Regions from separate parts of the Mus musculus genome. Here region 1 is linked to region 2. A link is a contact called in public targeted proximity ligation data. All regions are on one chromosome and are shown on one strand. The core of a region is the stretch at or near the end of the contact, and the rest is flanking DNA. Distances in the headings are between cores, read along the strand shown.

Region 1 (6,171 bases), core at 1,587-4,086, 160 kb before region 2:
CTGGGCAGAGCTCAGAAAGGCACAGAGTTCACAGCACCAGGAAGGAGCCGCTCATTCCTTTTGTTTTTATGTTCCGGGCTGCAGTATTGGCTTCCCTCATTGTCTATTCAGCTTCCTTCTGGACCTGCTGTAGGATGTTTGACTTGCCTCTGAACGCCTCTTCCCAAAGATAACTTACATTTTTCTTGGAACCCTTCTAAAGTTGTTAATTTATCAGGTTTATTTTATTTTCAGTTGCTGATAGCCCCTGAGTGGTCTCATAAACTAAGTAGATATTCAGAGATTAACTTTTTTACCTTTGAAATTTTATTTTTCTGCACCATTTTTTGCTTCAAGTTGCACTTTTTCCCCTTTCTTTTGTCTTTCACGTTAGATGTTTTATATGCCTGATGGTTTTGGAATGTCTTTTCTGAGGCAGAATGGGGCTCCACATATTAGAAGATGTGTCTTATTTTGGTCTGCTAAGTCTATTGTCTTCATTTTTCACCTCTAAAACATCTTGAAGATTTTACTATCTGGTTTCTGCTATCTTTGTTCTAGAAGATTTATGCCTTTTTCAAAGAAATAATGGTTTTTGTGTTGAGAATTTTGAAGAGAGGCACTAAATGTATTTGCTCATTTAACTTAAAGTCCATTTGGAAGTCTTAAAAACCTAAACCCAAACCAAATAAACCAACGACAAAAGGAGGTCAGGATTTGCAGCATCAGGCTTTGGTCAAACGCACTTGCAGGGCGAGCATCCACTCTAACTCTATTTCAAGGTGTGGTATACGTTTAGATGGTCCCAGGAGAATACTGGCTTCTTGTTAAGTCTGCAACAGCTGCCTCGCCTTTTTGGGCTCAAGGCTTTTTATGTCAGGGCCTTAAGTACCAATAAATGTGTAAATGATAATTAGGCCTCCTGATTAAAAAAAAATGCTTAAAAAGATTCTTATTGATGTTTCTAAAATGAATTTTCCAGAGGCTAAGCATATAATCCTTAGATTAAAATGCAGCAGACACACTAAGTTGTTTCCCATAACAAGCAGAATAATAGACTTTAAATCTATTTGCTGCTGACCACCCACAAAGGACATTCCTAGCCCAAAGAGATTAGATATAAATACAGCCCAGGGAGCTGGGCTAAACTTGTGAGTTTTATTCATAGAGAATGCTCCCACAAAGCACACAGTCTCAGACTACCAATGGGTAGGGAAAGGAGTTTTAGCTTTAATTCTGAGAGCAGGTCTCTGCATATATGAAGCAGCTTTAGGAGGACAGAATGGTTTTTTTTTTAAATAGGCTAACTAGCCATGGATAATTTCATAATTCTCTGGTGATCAATTCCTTTCTCTCTGAATATGGGGTGTACCCACTGTCTACATCCACGCACAGCTGTTTGGAGGAATGCTTTGGTCATTTTGCAGTAAGATATGTTTCTGGCCTTGGCGGTCACTAGATAACAGGCCTTGTTTTCAGAAGGCTGTGGTGACGCGCAACAGCCACTCCTCAATGCCTGTCTATCACTTCCATACCCAGACAGACAAGGAAACCCTGTCTCCATGCTGATTGCTAGGAAAACTTGCCCATCCGTGATCCTTCCTTTCAGATGTGTAGGGCTCAGTGCTGAACAGTCTACTGCCCATCTGAACTGCCCTGGACACACTCTAGGAGCCTTTGTGGACCCCAGACCACACGTTCCCTATGCTTACAAAGTCACTCTTGTCTCTTGAAGACTCCTACAGTCCAGTAATATTTTTTAGCCAAAATAAATATAAACAAAGCACAAATTCTTGCTTGTTAAGAAAGGGGCCTTCGTTGCTTAATTAGTAACTCCTCTCTTGCTCTGGACTTCTCTGTCTTTGTCATACCCTCCAAGCCAGCCTCCTTGTTTCTTTCTGTGGTATTGATGTGACCCACATGAGCTGTGCCCACCAGGACCTTTGATGCCAAGAGGGGCCCTGTGGATGGTGACGCACTAACTGAGCCATGCTCACCTCAGGCTTTCTGCGTAGCGCCATCCCCGTGGGTTATTGTAGTTGTTGCTTCTGCCATGTATACCCACTTTCAAAGTCTTGGCCTCAGTACCTCCTTGGCTTTCTTCAGCTTATCTGAAGAAGCTTGCATTTTCAAAAGACTTACGAATTCTGAGGGCCAGCAAAGGGAAAACAATCCCCGCCCCCCCTTTCTGAGAAGGAGTACTATTACAGTTGTGTGCAAAAACCACCACTTTCTGATCTTGCTAGAATTAGTTCGTGCTCAGTGCTTAGAGCCTAGCTCGGCACTATTTATAGATTCCTGGATAAGGAGCCAGAGAACCACTAAAGACAAGCACATTTCGATTCTGTTCTTGAGGGACAACAGTTATTAAAATTTCATCCTGGAGCCAACATGATGTTGGCACTCAGTGTTTGATAACTGTTATTTGTATTTCTTAATGAATTTCTGTTGGCTGAAGGTGTGTGTGTGTGTGTGTGTGTGTGTGTGTGTGTGTGTGGAGAGAGAGAGAGAGAGAGAGAGAGAGAGAGAGAGAGAGAGAAATTATTGCATAGTGGGTGACCTCAAAAGTGCTACCAGGAAATAAAGGGGTTAAATTTGCGACACAGATTCTGATTAAAGAAAAAAAAATATGTGAAGTATTATGAGACAGAGAATAGCTTTGTCATTTGTCACTTGAGATTGTCATGAATAGACCTGTCATCTGGTTGAGAATTATCTACCCAGTTTCTCTATGAGAAAAATTGTTCTCAAGCAGAGGGTGAATGAAATATTCTGTCCATTGTGGGACGCCTCCAGCATGTGGAGGGACGAGAGAAAGGGTGGCATTTATGGAATTTGACTATTCTGCCAAAAGGGGTGTGCTCTCCAGCTGCAGCTGTGATGGTTGCTGGGGGAGAGCTCTAAGATCAGTACCATTGGTAGGGTGTCTTAGCCATTGCTGGCATTTCATTAGATCCCTGTGTGGATGCCCCAGTTAGAATATTGTTTGGGTGATGATTGCTCTCCATAGTAAGATGAATAAGAGTTGGGACAGGGGAAGAAGGTATATGGTATAGTAATCAAGGTATGCCTGGCTCATCTCTAAGTTCAGGTCCTGTAAGCACTCTGGGAGAAATTCTTTGTCTGATAGTCAAGGGCCCCAATCTGGTTCCTATGAGATGATCCATTCCCACATGCAAGCTCTGGATAGCAGATAATTGTTCTCATATTGGTGCTGAAGGAATCCAAGGCAAGGCCAGGGGGTGACTTCTTGCCAGACATTCTCTTCTGCTGCTGCCTGTACTACGGACTGTGTTGGATCATCTCATGTAGCCAGCAAGTGCTTTGACTCAACGAGCTCAGCCATCTACTGGCCCTTCTTTAGGGTGGGTCTTCCCTTCCTAACAGGCATGCCTGGGGGCTAAGCTAGGTGATTAGTGGCCAGCAACCATCACAAAAGGGACACATGGTGATATTCGACATATGTAAGTGAAAGAGTTGGATGTTTGAAACTGAAGGTAGAAACACCACTGTAAAGCAGAATTCAGAGACAAAACCAGAAGACATTCAATTAAATAAATTGTTTGGGAGCCATCTTTCCTGTGAATAGGAGCTACAGACGAGGAGTTCTAGCGGAGGAATTACATTAACATGTCAGCATGCATGAGAACCACTTCAGTACTGTCATGGCTTTAGTTACTGTTGGAAGGACTGACACAAAGGACTTTATTTTTACTGTTGACAGTAGGACTCCTGATGTAGTGCAGGCTGTCCTTGAGCTTGATATAGTTCTGTTCTTGCCTCTCAAGTGCAGGCTCATAGGTATGTGTCATCATGCCCCAGAGTTCATTTCAGTCCCACCGCCTCTGTATAGTTCCCTCCAGTGACATACCAGATAAACCATCTTGCTTGGTCTTGATGGGCCCCTGTCACTAGGATGAGATCTGTTTCCGTTGGTCTGATCAACCGTGTGTGTGTGTGTGTGTGTGTGTGTGTGTGTGTATGAGGAACAGTCATGGGTGATAAAGGGTCAGTGCCAGAAACCTTTTTGACCAAATTCAAGCCATCAGAAATGTCCCTGGAGTCCTCCATTTCAGCTCTGTCTATTCTGTGGCAATTCTTAGAATTGTAGGAATGCCACTCAGAGGACTTTGTTAGATGTTGCACTACTTCAGAATGTCAGCTATACAGCAGTTTCAAAGCTCTACAAGATAGAAATCTTGTAAGATAGAAAACTTACAAGGGCAAATGTCTAAAGAATGAATAGTTTGAAAAGCAGGTACCTGTTAGAGCCATTTTCAGTGGACTTGATGGTAAGTGCCTCTGCTAAGGATGGACAAGATCTAGACCAGCTCTGGATAGGACACTGAAGGAAGTTAACTGACAGAACTGTTCAGTTTCATTTCATATAGAATTTTAGGATGAAAAGGATCATTTGTATGTAATACACTAAGTCTGTAAAAATTACCCTAATTTTACTTTTATGAGAAAGCTTAAATTTTCTACTGGAAATTGCCAATATTAGGTTGCTTTGTATGTGTGTGTGTAACTCCCATTTCATCTTGCCTGTTTCTTTTGAAGGGATGTTTGTCAAGGACCTTTCTACATCTGACTAGATGATAATATGCTTTCTGACTGAAAGTGTGTTTACATATTGTTTCCGTTTAGTATTGTCTTAGTTGTCTAACCAAGGTAATTTTTTAAGGCAAACATTTAATTGGGGCTGTCTTATAGTTTCAGAGGTTTAGTCCATTATCATAGTGGGGGAGCATGGCAGACATGGTGCGGGAGGAGCCAAGAGTTCCACACCTTGATCTGGAGGAGCCAAGAGTTCTACACCTTGGAGCAGCAAAGGAGGAAACTTATCTTCCACACTGGGCGAAGCCCAAGCATAGGAGATCTTAAAGCCCACTTACCCAGTGACACACTTCCTCCAACAAGGCCACACCTCCTAATAGTGGTACTCCCTATGGCCAGGCATTCAAACATCTGACGATGGGGACCAAACCTATTCAAACTACTGCACATATATATTATGTATTCTGAATCCCGTATTTTGGAACCATATTTGCTTGGATCCTGTAATGAAATCAATTAGGCGATGTTTCTGAATTTGGCTTACAAAATTTTTATTAAGAAATTTTGCATCACTGAGTGGTGGTGGAGCGAATCTTTAATCCCAACATGTGGAAGGCAGAGGCAGTGGGATCTGCTCCGTGAGGTTAAGGTGAGCCTGGGTTGAGTTTTAGGACAGCCAGGGCTACACAGACACCCTATTTTGAAAAATAAAACCAAGAAACAAACAGTAAAACATTGTATCAGTATTCATGGAGAAAATTGGTGTCAGGTTTGCTTTGTTGTTGAGTCTTTACCAGGTTTTTGTATGAGAGCAGTGCTGCGCTTCAGTTGTGTCTGACAGGGCTCCTTTTCGGTTTATTCTGTGCAGAGGTGTGAGTGTTAACTCTTTTTGAATGTTTGGTAGAATTTGCTGGTACTCGTGTCTGGCCTTGGGCTTTCTTGGTTGGGATACTCTGCTTAACAGCTTCCATCTTGGTCTGTTGTGTGGATCTGTTTAAGTGTGTAGCTGCTCATGATAGTGTATGTGTGTCTAGGAATTGATCTGTTTCTTTTGGATTTTCATGGTTTTTGGAATCTTGAGTTTTCAAAATACTATCCAGTGAGCCTTTGGATTTCATTGTAATCTGTTGAAACACTCTCTCTCTCTCTCTCTCTCTCTCTCTCTTAAATTAATTTGGTGGTAGAGGGTTATCACTGTTTATTTTTTCCGAAGGATCAAGCCTTTCAGTCTCTGCCTTACTTACTGCTTTCATCTCCGTTGCATTAATCTTTTCTTTCCTCTTTATTATGTCTTGCTGTCTGCCGGTTTGAGGTTTGGATTATTCTTGTTTTTATAAGGCTTTAGGGTGCAACACTGGCTTATTTATTTGAGGCCTTCCTCATTTCTTTTGTGTAAGCTGAAGCTTTTTTGTGTAAGCATAAACTTTCTATTTTGTGTGTGTCTAAGTGTAAACTTTTCCTTGTGCTGGCCGTCTCTCAAAGCGTCTGCTGGACTGTGTCTTCGTTTTCTTTGCACTCTAGGGATTTTTAAGTGTCCTTGTTTCTTTAATGACTCGCTGGCTGTCCATGAGCCATGTATTGGGTCTCCGTGTATTTGTGTAGTCTCTGCCATTTTGCAGGTTGTTGACTTCTGGA
Region 2 (5,502 bases), core at 1,323-3,822:
GTCCCTGGAGCAAGAATATCATGGCGTCTGGGACTTGCGTCTGAAGAACATTATTCACAACATGATGTAGTTAGTATCTTGCTGAGGATACCCACTCTAGTGACCCAACTTGTTCCAGTTAGGCCCTACTTTTGAACTTTCTGAACATCCCCACCCCCTGCCCCCCAAAAATAGCTGTACGAGCTAGAGGATGCATATGCAAACCACGAGCCCATTCAGAAGGTTCCAGATCAAACCACAGTACCACTCCATCTAACATTATTTTGGCTCATCTGTAAAAATAAGTCACTCAAAAAGTAATGTGTGATGGCATAGAGCAGTCATAAGCTATAGTTGCTGGTGATTTTCTGTATTTTTATACATAAGTTGTTTTTATAGTATGCTAAAACAGACTTTCCTGTCCCATGGTTGGTGGCAGGAATTGATAGAAAGGTCATTGGACCTAAGACTACCCAACTCCAAAACTTTCATCTCGTTCCTTAATTTCCATAATTATATATATATATATATATATATATAACTTCCAGTTAAAAAGTGGGACCATGGAATCCATATGAGCGTCATAAAACAGTACAGTGGCAGCTGACCAGCATGCACTGCTTGGTAGGATAACTGAGTAGGGACACGTTTCACTTCTGGATACTCTAGTCTGAGTACGTGACTCTAGTGGAATCAGGAGAAGACTTGATGGGCTCGACTCACAGAGATTCTACAGAATACTGTGTTTTAAGAGTTGCCCAGGTCATGAGAAACAAGAAAAGAAAGAGGAACCTGGTGGGGAGGGTAAGGAGATGCAAAACTAACTGTTGACAAGGACAGGGTAAGCGAGCATAGAGGAGGTAAGGAGATTGAAAGAACAAGGGCTATACAGCCCTGGTTGAGACACTAATGTTCAGTTCCTGGTTTTAGTCATTGTACCCTGGTTCTCTTAAGTTGACACAAAGCTAACGAAGGGTATACCTCAGTTTTCTGCAACTTTAAGAACATTATTTTCAGAATGACAGGGCAATGGAAAGCCCTCAGCAGGATAATACTGCTTACTGTTGTTTTTGATTCGGTAACAAAAGTCTCAGCTTTGAGACAGCCTAACTCTGAGGTCTTTCAAAATTGTAGTCACCTGGGAAGAAAGAATGTTTAGCCAAGTATTGAAGAGGTGAGTCCCAGTCTACCCCTACTACTGTAAAAATGCCATACCGCGCAGGAGTGTCTGCCCATCCTCAAGGTAGAAAAGTTGAAGGCTAGCTAAGTGACCAGTGCAGCAGCATCTTCAGAGGCTATTAGCACCAGGCCCTTTTGGGATAGAAGGGGACAGGGCCCTCCTGGGTCTCATTTTTTTTTTTTTTTTGTATGGACACTGGTCTCATCTGTGAGGGTTCTATCATGGTGACACAATCACCTCCACAAGCCCCACCCCATTGCACGGTTACCTCAGGATATAAATGGAAAGGGATTCCAGTAGGCATGTAGCGCCATGTTGAACTCTAATGTTTTAAGGCCATCTATGTGTAAATATAAACATGTTAAAAGCAGTTCCCCTGAGCCAAACCCCATGGCCGTTAGGTAGTTTTTATTTTATGTTGGAAACAAAATATCTTTGTGCCTACTGAAAACAAAGGAAAGCATAAATATGACAACATGTGCTTTGTAAGGACTCGGTATCTTGTGGACATAATAGAGCCATATCTAGAGAACACTATGCTCAGGAAGTTGAGACAGGCTTGTGACGCACTGCTCTTTGGAGTTCAAACCAAGCAGGTAATCGTGTACCCAGAAAAGGAAAGCTTTGTCTTTAGGGGATGTTGCGATTTCCTCAGATCCTGTTTACCTTCCAGCCTGAGATTTCCCCTCTGGTTGGATTACACTGTTTAACTCAAAGCACAAGCGAGGAAGCCATCTCTGCTCTCTTAACAGATTGCTGCCCCGAGGAAGGGCGTGTGTGTTTAAGATGTTAGGCCATAAAGAAGACTGGAAGTTTAAAAGAAAATTCCATAGAAATTGTGAAACTATGACAAGTGGAATTATTTTTAGACTTTGTGAAAGGAGAAGTAGGAGAAAGAGAAATTTTGCCTTTGCCTCTCTAAGCAATAGAGTGATAATCCTGGCAACTCTGTGGGTTGGACATGGAGTAAGAGACTTACGTCACTCATTCCTGGGCCGCCTTCTCTTCAGCAGTGCAGCGTGATGACCTAAAGTCTTTGATAATTCCACATTACAAAACACATTTAATAATTTCAGTGTCTACTGGAGAAAATGTTTTTATTACAAATCTTTGAGTCTTTGTTATGCGAGGTTGTTGTGATTTCCGTGGTTAATAAGTGTGTTTCTGGATCTTGACCTTAAGCAGGCCATGATGGCACACACTTTTAATCCTACACCTGAGAGGCTGAGTCAGGCTTGGAGCCTCACTTTGAAACCCAGCCTGAACTTCATAGTGAGTCCCTGGCTTAAAACAACACGGAAAAGAACAAAAAGAAAAGGGGAGGAAGGGAGGTTGACCTTTGCCTCTGATTTGTGGGCATTCCGAGTTTTGTAGCGACACAAAGCGCTGTGTGCCAGGATATTGTGCAATAGCAGACAGTGGCACTTCATTTACTAGCATGTGACTCTCGGGAGCATTCGATAGAACTCAGTGCCCTGGGAAGCCCTGAGTGACAAGCTTATGCACTTTAGTTTTGTAAGACCAGACTATTTCAGGGGTTGTTGTTGAGAAGTGTAGCTCAGATCTGTCTGCTAAATTTAGCTTGTCACTTCACTGGGTCTTGCCTCTCACTTTCTGCCTATCACGCTGGATGAGCGCATACGTGCAGAGAGCTTTCTGGAGTGGAGTAGGTAGATAACGTGTTCGAGTGTAGTTTTATTTGGGGAAGGCACCACCTTTAGGACATCCATTTTTTTATAGCCTTTATTGATTATGAAAGTAATATGCTTATTACAAAATTTGAACTGTGAAATTATGCAGAATAAAGTCAGAAGAGATATTAGGACATAGACTCAAATCCTTGCTTTCTGTACATATGTATCTAAGATATATTACCCCCAAAGCAGGGCCGTGCTGGGCATGATGGCACATGCCTTTAATCCTAGCACTCATGAGACAAAGGTAGAAGGTTCTCTGTGAGTTTGAGACCAGGCCAGTGTTACATGGTGAGACCCTATCTTGTAAAGCCAAGCCAGCCAACAAACGAGCGAAGCATAACTGTAGTGTGTAGGACACTTGCTGAATCTAAGCTTCATTAAAACTTACAATATGGAACACCACAGGCACTTTCCATGTCCCTAATCATTTCCCAAGAAAGCAACTCGTACACAAGAGTACTAATTCTGTTCCAATTCCAGAACTAGACTATTTTCCAAGACTGGCTGGAGCCAACCGAAACCCACGGGTCAGAAGTCATATATAATCCCAGTTCTTAATTCACAAGATTCTTCCATGTTAAAGTTACCAGGAGAAAATATATGTGATTGTACATAGACAGTCTGTCTGATTTTTGTCTTGTTGTTTCAACTTCAGTTGAGTCAGGAAAGGTTTTGGAAAAGGAAAAGAAAACAAATTACCTTCCTGAACTTGAGTTTTCTGACCGCGGTGCAGAGGAGCTGAGGTCGTGAAGGGACTAGGGGGAAGTTGGACGTAGGAAACTGGGGAGGTGAAGGAACAGGGTGCCCAAAGCACTGGGTCCTTCTGACCATGCAACAAGGAATGCTAAAACTACCCAGCTGACTGGGAGTTTCATTATCTCCCGAACCACCTGTCTCCCTTCTTCAGTGCCCTCTGGCCCCAGAAAGGGGAAATGGTAGGAACGGCCAAGGGTGGAGCGGGCAAGCTCTCCTCGGTAAGGTAAACTATTCACAGAGCCTGCCCTGGTCAGCCGTGGCTGGATTCTTTTCTCTCTCTCTCCTTGGCTCATTTGCTGGTTATAGTTCATTTTACAAAGAAAACACTTTTCTTTTAGTGGTGAAGTTAAACTTTACCTCAGCCCTCCAACCCAGCCCCTCTTTGGCTGCAGACCAAAGCTGGGGCCTTTGCTTGATAGGCAAGTGTCTCCCACTCAGCTAAATTTCCCAACCCCAGATTGCAGCAATCTAACAGTAGTTACTAGTATACAATCTAGTAGTAGTTACTAGTGTACAATCTAGCAGGAGTTACTAGTGTACAGTCTAGTAGGAGTTAGTTACTTTCTCACTTCTATAACAGTATACCCGACAGAGACAACTTAAAAGGGTGGGAGCCAGGGCCAGGATATAACACATAAGAATTCCCCCTCCAGTAGCTACTTCCCCTATAGACCTTGTTCCCTAAAGGGATCAAGGGCCAAGGCCTTTAAACACGGGAGCCTGTGGAATGCATGACACATGCATACCATAGCAGTGGTGGTGGGAATTCACAGCGGTGATGGACGCTGTCTATTTGTAGAACATTCATCATTTCAAACTGAAAACTGCTAACTCTTCAGATAATGAGGAAAAGCAGGTTCTTAATGCCAAGAGCAATTTAAGCTGAAATGAGCTGAAAATAGTAAGAGAAATAACATACAGTCGCCGTGCACTGTCTCTTCTTTCTGCTGTCTGCCCACTGTCTCACTGAAGCACAAGAGATATGGGATATTTCACTGTGGCGGAGAGGAGCTCCCAGCAGCCCCTGCAGCACTTCCCTGCATTGAGAACATTTCCCTCCTGAGTGGTCCTGCAAACAGTGTTCTTAGTCAGTGCCTCCTATACCACACAGGACTTAGTCTTACTGGTGTATTATTTGTGTATGTGCTGTGTGTCCTCGAGTGGAAGCCAGAAGTTAGAGTGGAGTGTCTCTCATAACCTCTCTTCACGGAGTGCTAAGGCTTCAAACATAGATCCTTCTGCTTGTGTGACGAGCTCTTTGCCAGCTGAGCTATTTACCCCGGCATCTAGGTCTTAAAATCTCAGTTAAATATTTGTCTCATGTCCCTTCGTTTCGATAGGAAGACCAGTACACTCAACACCTTGAACGAAGCTCAGAGTAAATGCTAGTAAGTAAATCTCGGTGTTGACGTTTCCGGGAGGCGGCATGTTAATATTTGGGCACTGAGTTCTGAATGGTCTCTGAGCCATTCATGCCTCAGTCCAATGCAGCCTCTCATAGTGTCCAGGTTGGGGCTGGGGCAAGTAGGTGACAGCAGGAAGGTTTCTACACTGAGTCTCATGACCTTAGAGGAGCCTTAGTATCACAGACAAACTAAGAACTTCAGGCATCTTTCTAGTCTGGGTTTTTAGAAACCAGCTGCAGATTGGTCAGGCCATGTCAGACTCTTTTCTAGAGCTCATGGTTGCTGTCTTTAACTGCGTTTACAATATTAGGAAATGTTTTCTGTTGTTGTTTCTGGTTTGATTTTTCAAGATAGGTTTTCACTGTGTATTCCTGCTGTCCTGGAACTCACTGTATACCAGGCTGACCTCCAGCTCAACCGATCACCACCTGCCTCTGCCTCCTGAGTGCTGGGATTAAAGGCTTGTGCCTCCACAGCCATCAGG

Evidence for each region.
Region 1: a targeted proximity ligation map of heart atrium shows a contact between it and region 2, with 5 read pairs. A contact is called at or near these places in 7 of 484 Hi-C or Micro-C datasets (the HL-1 cell line, Sertoli cells, bone marrow-derived macrophages and 4 more), 16 of 130 datasets of targeted methods (CD8 T cells, the HPC-7 cell line, astrocytes and 10 more) and 4 of 9 other capture datasets (adipose tissue, liver, macrophages and 1 more).

Annotation. Positions count from the first base shown.
Region 1 is chr19:32,337,931-32,344,101 of GRCm38.p6, reverse strand. The region is part of intron 2 of Sgms1 (sphingomyelin synthase 1); the gene reads left to right. Among named protein-coding and RNA genes, the nearest start is that of Sgms1, 47 kb to the left of the region's middle.
Region 2 is chr19:32,178,546-32,184,047 of GRCm38.p6, reverse strand. The region is part of intron 5 of Sgms1 (sphingomyelin synthase 1); the gene reads left to right. Among named protein-coding and RNA genes, the nearest start is that of Asah2, 78 kb to the right of the region's middle.